3 separate regions of the Sus scrofa genome follow, and regions 2 and 3 are each linked to region 1. The links are chromatin contacts, called in public HiChIP or PLAC-seq and promoter capture Hi-C maps. All regions are on one chromosome and are shown on one strand. The core of a region is the stretch at or near the end of the contact, and the rest is flanking DNA. Distances in the headings are between cores, read along the strand shown.

Evidence for each region. Promoter capture Hi-C pulls out the DNA fragments that hold promoters and counts their contacts. HiChIP or PLAC-seq counts read pairs in DNA pulled down with a chosen protein or histone mark.
Region 2: an H3K27ac HiChIP or PLAC-seq map of alveolar macrophages shows a contact between it and region 1. The contact joins the promoter of CCDC113 here to the promoter of GOT2 in region 1. A contact is called at or near these places in 1 of 5 promoter capture datasets (fetal skeletal muscle) and 1 of 2 datasets of contacts at active chromatin or transcription factors (alveolar macrophages).
Region 3: a contact with region 1 is called in a promoter capture Hi-C map of fetal liver, with 2.8 times the contacts expected there. The contact joins the promoter of GINS3 here to the promoter of GOT2 in region 1. A contact is called at or near these places in 2 of 5 promoter capture datasets (fetal liver and liver), 1 of 47 Hi-C or Micro-C datasets (skeletal muscle) and 1 of 2 datasets of contacts at active chromatin or transcription factors (alveolar macrophages).

What each region holds. Positions count from the first base shown.
Region 1 is chr6:20,430,436-20,433,264 of Sscrofa11.1, forward strand. It overlaps GOT2 (glutamic-oxaloacetic transaminase 2), which reads right to left and starts at 1,414. Exons shown (of 10, transcript NM_213928.1): 1 at 1,301-1,414. The coding sequence starts at 1,389.
Region 2 is chr6:20,051,235-20,054,063 of Sscrofa11.1, forward strand. CCDC113 (coiled-coil domain containing 113) reads left to right here and starts at 1,447. Exons shown (of 9, transcript NM_001244688.1): 1 at 1,447-1,637. The coding sequence starts at 1,537.
Region 3 is chr6:20,161,208-20,164,036 of Sscrofa11.1, forward strand. It overlaps GINS3 (GINS complex subunit 3), which reads left to right and starts at 1,489. Exons shown (of 3, transcript NM_001244332.1): 1 at 1,489-1,813. The coding sequence starts at 1,628.

The DNA of each region.
Region 1 (2,829 bases), core at 164-2,663:
GATAAGATACCTTAAAGAGCACACTTTGACAGTGGGCCAAGAAGGAGCCAAATCAGGGAGAGAATAAAGTGTGAAAGCCTGGGCAAAGCTGTACTGCCAAGAGTGTGGGGCTCAGGAAGGACACACTGTTCTGCTGACTTAAAGACATGGTCAATGAAAGGCCAAGACGTGTAGGAGAGGTCAAGGCTTTGCTCTTTGGAGTTAATATCTGATTGGGGTGGTATAAAGACTCGGTTCCTGATTAGGTAGTAATTAGGGGCACCGTCCCAAATCGGATTTTTGAGTCAATTAAATAGCCTGGCTTAGGTCTCTCCACTAGGAAGGGATTACTACCTTGTTTAATGCTCTGTAACCTTTTCTCCGCCAACACATCACACAGTTTGAAATTACATATTTGTAATTTTTTGAATGACACCGGTCCTTCCCTCAGGTGTTGACCGCTGAATCTAGCACAAGCTATCTATCTGATCCAGTGCATGGCTCTGTGAAACTCTCACTAAACGAAAAAGCAGAGCGAGAAGGAGGGGGAAGAAAAGCAACGTCCCTACCGCCAGATCTCCTAAGGGATAAAATAAAAATAATTAGAACAAAGGTGGGGGGGCACTACACCCTGACTCTTCCATCCAAAGGCCAAAGGGCCGGGCTGGGGAGATCACTGGTGAGCCAGGCCGCCACACTGGCCGGAGGATGCCGCGCGCCAAGGTCACAGGACGCAGAATGTGTAGACAGGCCCGAAAGCCGGGAGCTCCAGGAACCTTCCTCCCTTCAGCTTCCTTCCCCCGACACACAACCGTGCCACCCGCCGCCCTTTTAACTCCTCTGGGCTGGAGGGAGGCCAAGACAGGGCAGCGGGTCAAGGGCACAAGCGGTCATCACAGCCAATCGGCGCGAGACTATCCCTGCGCCGCAGCCAATCCGCGCGAGGCCAGCTCGGAGCCACGGGCCGGGTGCTCTCCCCTTGCCTTCTACCCCGACAGCGCCTAATCTGCGTGTCTTGACCCCCCAACCTTGAATGGGAGTCCGGGTGCCGTAGAGGGCCACACTTCCTAACCCAGGGGAACGCGTTGGAATGCTCTCCTACGGTCCAAGGGGCACGGGCCGGGAGGGATGTAGGACCGGTTGGTCGGGTCATTGAGAGGCGCAGACGCTCAATCCTCAGCCCCCAGCAAAGCAGGCGGTAGCAGAGAAAGTTTGTGTGTGTGGGTGCACGCGTGTGCTTTGATGGCAGGTTAGATGTCCTGAGGTGCCAGCAGCTCGGCTGGGCAGGCCCGTCGCCCTGGTTCCTCTCTTCCCTGCTTACCTGGCTCTGGCAGATGCTGCAGCAGCGAGGCCTGGGTGGAAGGCGGAGGCGACTCCGGACAGGACGCGGCCGGAGTGCAGCAGGGCCATGGTGGGCGGCAAGAGAGCAGTGGGTAGCTGCAGGACGGAGCGGAGATGCCAGGCGGGCGGACACGGAGGCGCCGGCTCCTGCTGAAGGTAAGGACAGCTAACTCCCTGGGCGAGGCTAGAGCGGCCGCCCTCCAGGCCCTAAAGCGCGTCACAGCGCACCCTGGCGGCCGGAGCGGAACGGCTTGGCCTCGGTGCGGCCTGGAGTCCGCCCGCCAGGGAGTCTGCACCGCCGGGCCACGTGGTCTCGGAGAACGGTGACTGCGCAGTTTAATCGCAGTTCGCAGCGCTGGACGAGCATCAGTCATCTAGTCACGACGGACCAGACTGAAGAGATAGCTGCTATTATGCCAGTTTGAAAGATGGAAAAAGGTAGGCTGACGTAGGTGAAGTAATTTGCCTAAGGCCATAAAGCCTGTCACCTAGTGGCCGATGTTAAATCTTTAGCCAGATATTTTCCTAAATGCGAATCACCTCACCTTCTTCCTAAATGTTTTCTAATCTCTGCTGCGGAGAAGATAACATGCCTTGTCTCTCGGGAGCACTTGTGAGGATTAAGTGAGATTAGCCGCTTATGTCTAAAAACAGGCCTGGTTTACTAGGCACGAAACAAACCGTGGTTATTAATGACAAACTTGTTTTGCCAAGTCCTTGCAGTTGTGTGTGGAAGGGAATTAATCATTCTGAAAGGAAAAAGCGAGTGAATTTGTGACCTCAGAAGTTGAGCGATTTACACAGGTCCACTCAAAACAATGCCGGTTTCTCTGACCCTCTTCTCTAAAACCCAAGTAGAACCCTGTCCCCTGTTGCCTGAATGAATCAGTGTAGATGCCTCTCTGGGGTCACATTTTAGGCGCTTCCCAGTCCAGCCCCAACTTATTGCCTCAGACTCTTCTGCACTCTCTCAGACCTCAGCCTATGCCCCGACCTGCCATGACTTCAGTTCCACCACTGTGTTAGTTTGCTACCAGCGCCGCAGTGACAGATTACTACAACCTGATGGCTTAAAACTACAGAAACTTATTCTTTCACAAATTTATTCTAGATACCAGAAGTCCAAAATCAAGGCAGGGTTCATTCCTTCTGGAGTCTCTGGGACAGAATCTGTCCCTTGTGTTTCTCCTAGCTTCTGGCAGTTGCCAGCAGTCTTGTTGTTCCCTGGCTTGTTGACATCTCACTGGAGCTGAATGGCGTCTCACTTGAGGCATCTCATCTCTGCCTCTACATTTGGTGTTCTCTCCCTGTGTCTCTCTTCTTACACAGATGCTGATAATATTGGGTCAGGCACCACCTTAATGGCTTCGTCTTAACTTGCTGACCTCTGCAAAGACCCCACTTGCAAATAAGTCACATTCATAGGAACAGGGGGCTAGAACTTCACCATATCTTATTTTGGAGGATGCATTTCAACCCATAGCAATCACTATCCCTAGGACCTAGCAG
Region 2 (2,829 bases), core at 197-2,696, 380 kb before region 1:
CTGCCATCGATTGCATGGCCTTGTTCCAAAATCCCAGGTCCTGCATTATGATTCTCTCAGTAGATCTGGCTTTAAGCTTCATGCTGCATCTTTTCCCACCACTGATCCTTCCAGTACCCTAGGGTCTGCTGTATCACATTGCCCAAGTGATGGGGGCTGTTTGCACCAGAGCCAGACCTGCTTCAGAGCTCTTTCTTGCTTTGGGCCCTCTTGAGGCTGGTTCCCATTTGCATTACGTGTTATGTGAGTATATTAACCATTGGTCCCAGAGCCCATCCCAAGAGCCCTAGCAGCAGAGAGAAGAGAAGGGTAGTAGGGCTCAGCCTCCCTGCTTTCATCTCTAGTAACTCTGGCTCTAAACTTGTTCATCCTAAGCCTCAAAACCAAAGTCCTTTGGAGTTCTGTGACTATGTGTTGATGCTCACAGGCGTCTCTTGGGAGGCAGGGAGGGTCAGGGAGTGGCTGACCCTCATTCTAAGCAGTTTAACACGGCCTGCTTTCTAACCACATCCAGGCCTACCCTCCCTCAAAGAAGTCTGCCCACCCTCCCTCAAAGAAGTCTGCCCATCCTTCTCTCTGTCCTCCTCCGTCCTGGTGGGAGCAGACAGACAGATACCTTGCTGCCTTGCAGATCCTTGCCATGATGTACATCAGTTTAGAAGTCAACAGCCTGGATTTAGGTTTAGCTGGAGGGTAACTCCATTCCTGGGTGGCTGTGGGCCACTCATCTAACTCTATTCCTCAATTTCCTGATCTGTAAGAGGAAGATAATAATACCAATTTCATAAGATTGTTTTGAGGATTAAATGAATTGATCATTATGAAAAGATATTACCATAATCACTCCAGATTGCAACAGCTGGTTTGGGGGCTATTTCTTCATTTAACTAGAAGCTCCTTGAAAGCCAGAATGGTCTGCTTCCACACCTTCTTCCAGGATTCTCAAAACATAGTACATAATGTCAATTTACAAATGTCTCTTGAATTTATACCCATTAAATAATCAGCTAAGTTTTTTTCCTTCCAGGAATACAGATTATTGGCATTCCAGAGAAACTGCAGTTAGTATGTATGAAGCCCGGGGTGGTAAGCAGAGTAGAGGCCTCACAGAGAGGTAAGATAAAGAAGACACCCCCACAAATCGAACTTTCTGATTCTGTTTCCTTATTTGGAGAATACATAAAGAAAAGAATAGATACTATAACAAGTGTTGCAAGGATTTTCATAAACTCTGCTTAACACGATGCCAAGAGCACAGTAAGCGCTGAGCGAACCGTAGCTCATTTTAAAAATCATGACAGTAAAAGTAAACCGTGAAGGTGCCTAGGTGTCCACCCAAGGTCAGCTATCACGTTCCCGGAAGCGAGGAGTTGGGCTGGGATCGATGGGCGAGGCCTCAGGAAGCCCCGCCTCCTCACGCATGCGTCCGGGTCGCCCTGGCAACCTACTGCTTGGTCGCAGCCCGAGTGACGCGTGGGTTCTCGCACCCGGCGCCCTTGGTCACCCTTGGCTTTGGCAAGGGTAGCTTCTGCAGTGATGACGGATGAGGACTCTGAGACCTCTGCCTCCGAGGCGCAGGCCCAGGACGAGAACGAGCTACCTATTATCCAGCTCTGCGGGCTGGTGGAAGAGCTCAGGTACCAGCCAGCCGGCCTCTGGGGGCGGTCCCTCCTCAGAGTGTGAGGTCGAAACTCGGTCCAGCACCGAGATAATCGAAGTCCGAAGTGAACTCTGAGGAAACTGAGACCCCCACCCCCAGCCCAAAAAGTGGGGAAGGCGTTTACCTTTGCTCTTTATTCCTATATCTCCACCGCCACGGAGCTAAGAAGCCACTGATGGAGCCAAAACAGAAACTGGTGCGAAGCCCAGAACCTAATTGGTGAAGCCAGAGCTTCAGCCTGGTGCCACACCGTGCTTAGCCGCTTCTCTACTGTGCGGTGGCAGGTTGGACCGCGTGACCTCTAAACCCCTTTCCAGTGCTAAGATTCTATGATTAAATTAATGTGGCAGACGATAGAAAAGAAGCTATTGAGATGTTTTTAGTATGAGGCAACTTACACCTGAACCAGAGTATAAGCGTGGAGGTCGACAGCAAAGACGGAGTAGCCTAATGTTCTGTAATTTTAGCAGTGTGTTTTGTATCTACTATAACAAATATATTGGATATCAAGATTCCATGATGCAGTTGAGGTTAATTGTACAACTTTTTGGAAGAATATCCTGACCTGGCAGCAGAATAGATGTTATTTCTATATGTTAATAAATAGCTTAGGTCAGAACTGAGGTATTATTACTAAAATAGCTACAATCTTTTGAGTGCTTATTATGTGCCAAGTATTTTGCATATATAGTCTTGTATAATGGCACAGGAACCCTAAGAAGTGGGTGAGGAAACAGACACAGAAGTTGTCACTTTCCTAAGGTCACACAGCTAGTCAGTGCTAGTGCTAGGATTAAGACTCAGGTGGGAACACTACATGCTGAAAAAGAAAATTGCTTTGATATTTCCATTGAACGTTTCCCACTAAGCTTAAAATTCAGCCAAATAGGAATTAGCTCAATGATGTATGAAAATATCAAAGCTGTTCTCTCCCTTATATATACATTTACAAACATATGTATGTATTATACACACTCATATGTATGAATGTTATATAAATTAAAAGGGTCATAATCTTGGCACATACAGAATAAACTAGGTTTGTCTCTCTAGTTGTTTAAAAACCATCTATACAAAGCTTTCCCACCATTTATAATAAACTTCTAGTGGATCCACTGGGTTCTGGAAATAAAAGAGCTGAGGAATTTAAACCAAAGGAAACATCTGAA
Region 3 (2,829 bases), core at 239-2,738, 270 kb before region 1:
CTATGGAATAGGCTAACCCTCTTAGAAGAGCTCTCAAGGCTTCCCACGATTTGCCCGCCTCCCCCACTGCCTCTTGTCTTGTCGATGCCCAGGCTTTAACTTACAGAGATCACTGAGTGATGACAGAGTGGTCTGTGCCACTGAAAGAAGTTTCAATGCTCACCCTTCCCAAGAGAAAGGAGCATATCATGTCATGTAGGGTCACACAGGGAAGTACCTGACGGGCCTGTCAGGAGGCAGAAGGAGGGAGGGGAGGACACCCCTTTACTGAAGGACCCTGAAAACACTCCCAGAGCCTTTACTGTGGTTTCTGTGGGAAGAAATGGGTGAAGCAGAGTAGGCAGGTTTAAACAAATTTAGGATTGGATAGTTTGAATAAGGCTGGTCTCCAACTGTCCAGTTCTTGGCCCTGGGGTGATTTAGGGCGGGGAAATACTGGTTTGGTATGTGGGAGTTAGATAAAGGCTTGGGATATGGGCTCTGGATCAGTTAGTTTGTACACGGAAGGCATGTTCACAGGCAAGTTGTTTGCGACTCTAGGAATTAGCTCACCCTGGGAGGAACAGTTCCTACCCAAGCTGCAAGGCCCCAAGATATCAAAGCCTCATAAAGGACAGAAAATAAAAAACATGATGAATACACATTCCTTTTCCATGAACCCTCTGCTCATGGCTCTATAGCCCAGAATGTCCTTCTTTATGAAGTAAGTTTTGTAGTGCCTCTCTCAACACTGCCACCATCCATAGCCCTGACTAACGCCCCCAAGTCTGGTACCACATCCCCTTCCCACCAGACCAGTGATGGCACATGACTGGCACCCAATCTATGGAATGTCTTGCCACCTATGACCATTGTGGCCTGCCTCAAAAAGAGATGAACTGCCCATTAGATTTCTTCTTTTAAGGATTTAAAATAAAAGCCACAAATGGAGTTAGCCGTTGATGGTAAGGTGAACTGGGAGGTCCTGACATAGACTCAGGACCTCTGCAAGCCACGTGCGCTCCTCCACCACCACCCCCCCATCTACCCTACTATACCTCCTCCGAAAAGTCTGTAATAACTGTCAGGGGCTAGTGTTAGAGTGTTGCTTTGTTTTTAATGTTTCAAGATTAACAGAGATTCTCAGAGACTGACAAACTGTAATAATTAAGCCAGACTGGATCAGGCCTGAGAGGAAGGGCGCAATGGTCTTTTTTAAGCCCCTAAATGTACTGCAAAGTGTTTTTAATTTCATGTAAACATTTAAAAGACCACATAACTCAGTCTAGTGCAGACGCTTCCTGCAGCTTCAACGGCATTTCCTGCTTCTCTTTGAAGTTCTCACCCTGGGCTACACTGCGGGAAGAAAACTTAGTGCGGATCCACCTACTGCGCCCTTACCAAGGAGTTGCGCAAAACCAAATCCGCAGATTTTGTCGATTGCTTCTTCCTGGGAAGACCCGCCTAGATCGACTGCTTCTGTCTGGCCCAACCCCGGGCGCGGGAAAAGAGTTTGAATCCTACCAGGTGGCCGCAAGGACCTCCTCAACCTTCAAAATCCTGACCAGCCTCAGCCACCGCCACCTCCTCCTCCTTCTACATCCCTGACTCCCCGAGGTCTCCAGAACAACGAGAGTGGACCGCCGCCATGTCCGAGGCTTATTTCCGGGTGGAGTCGGGTGCGCTGGGGCCTGAGGAGAACTTTCTTTCCCTGGACGATATCCTGATGTCCCACGAAAAGCTCCCGGTGCGCACTGAGATCCCCATGCCGCGCCTCGGCACTTTCTTCCTGGACCGGAGCGGAGGGGCCGAGACAGACAACACAATCCCTCAGGTAAGCCTTTGGCGCGGATCCCCTAACCAAAAGACTACCACTCCCAGTGGGCCTTACGGCCCTGGGGCCGCATGACCGGGCGCGCTGCCTCCTGGGATCTGTAGTTTTAAGGAGGGGCCCGGAAGTGCGCTAAAGGAGTTCTGTCCGCCGATTCCCCGCGCTCTAGAGTCCTTCTCCCCACCTACTCTCCGCGACCCTTACGGAAACGAAATTTACACTGAGTCGTTGAGCTCCCTCCCACACTCAGTTTTGAAACCAACCAAATTTAGCAGTGTCTTCTCTCCCCGGCATGTGTTCTTGCTTTAGAATTGGCACCGACTGAATACTTGAGGACCAATGGTTCTGACCACTTTTGCCTTAAAACAAAAGTTTTTGCTTCTGTAGGAGCAAATAATATCGGGGAGCCCCAAGTTGCTAATTTCATTCCTGCATAACGATGACAGTATCACCTACCATTTACTGAGTTTTATTGCCAGCATGGATAGGGCAGGGGGAGTATAGTTTTCCGTGTATTAGCCTTTAATTTTTCAACAACCCTACTGTTAAGTGTTGTTACATGGGAGGAAATTGAAGCTCAGAAAGGTTGGGTAACTTGGCCAGGGACTCATTATAAGCGGTGAGCTTGGATTCGAACCTAAGACTGCATGACTTCAAATACGAGTTTGTCCCAGGAACTTGGCTTGTAATGGTTATTTTTGATTTCCTATTTAACCTGAGTTTTGTTTAGAAGGGTGTTTTTGTTTGGTCTGTTTTAATTTTTTTCAAAGTAGGACATATGCAAAGTTTAAAAAGTCAATAGTACCAAAAGATTTATAACAAAACATAGCAGGCCTTGCCTTGCTATGTCCCTTCCCATCTCCACAGTCTATGTTTTTCAGAGTTTCTTCAAGATTCACCTCCGTGTTTCTAAATAATGTTTTAAAGTTTATCTTCTTTGTAAAAAAGAATTTAGACATTCTTTATTGACGGAAAACTCAATATGATAGTGAAGGGTTTAATTCTCTTGCGCGCTGGTA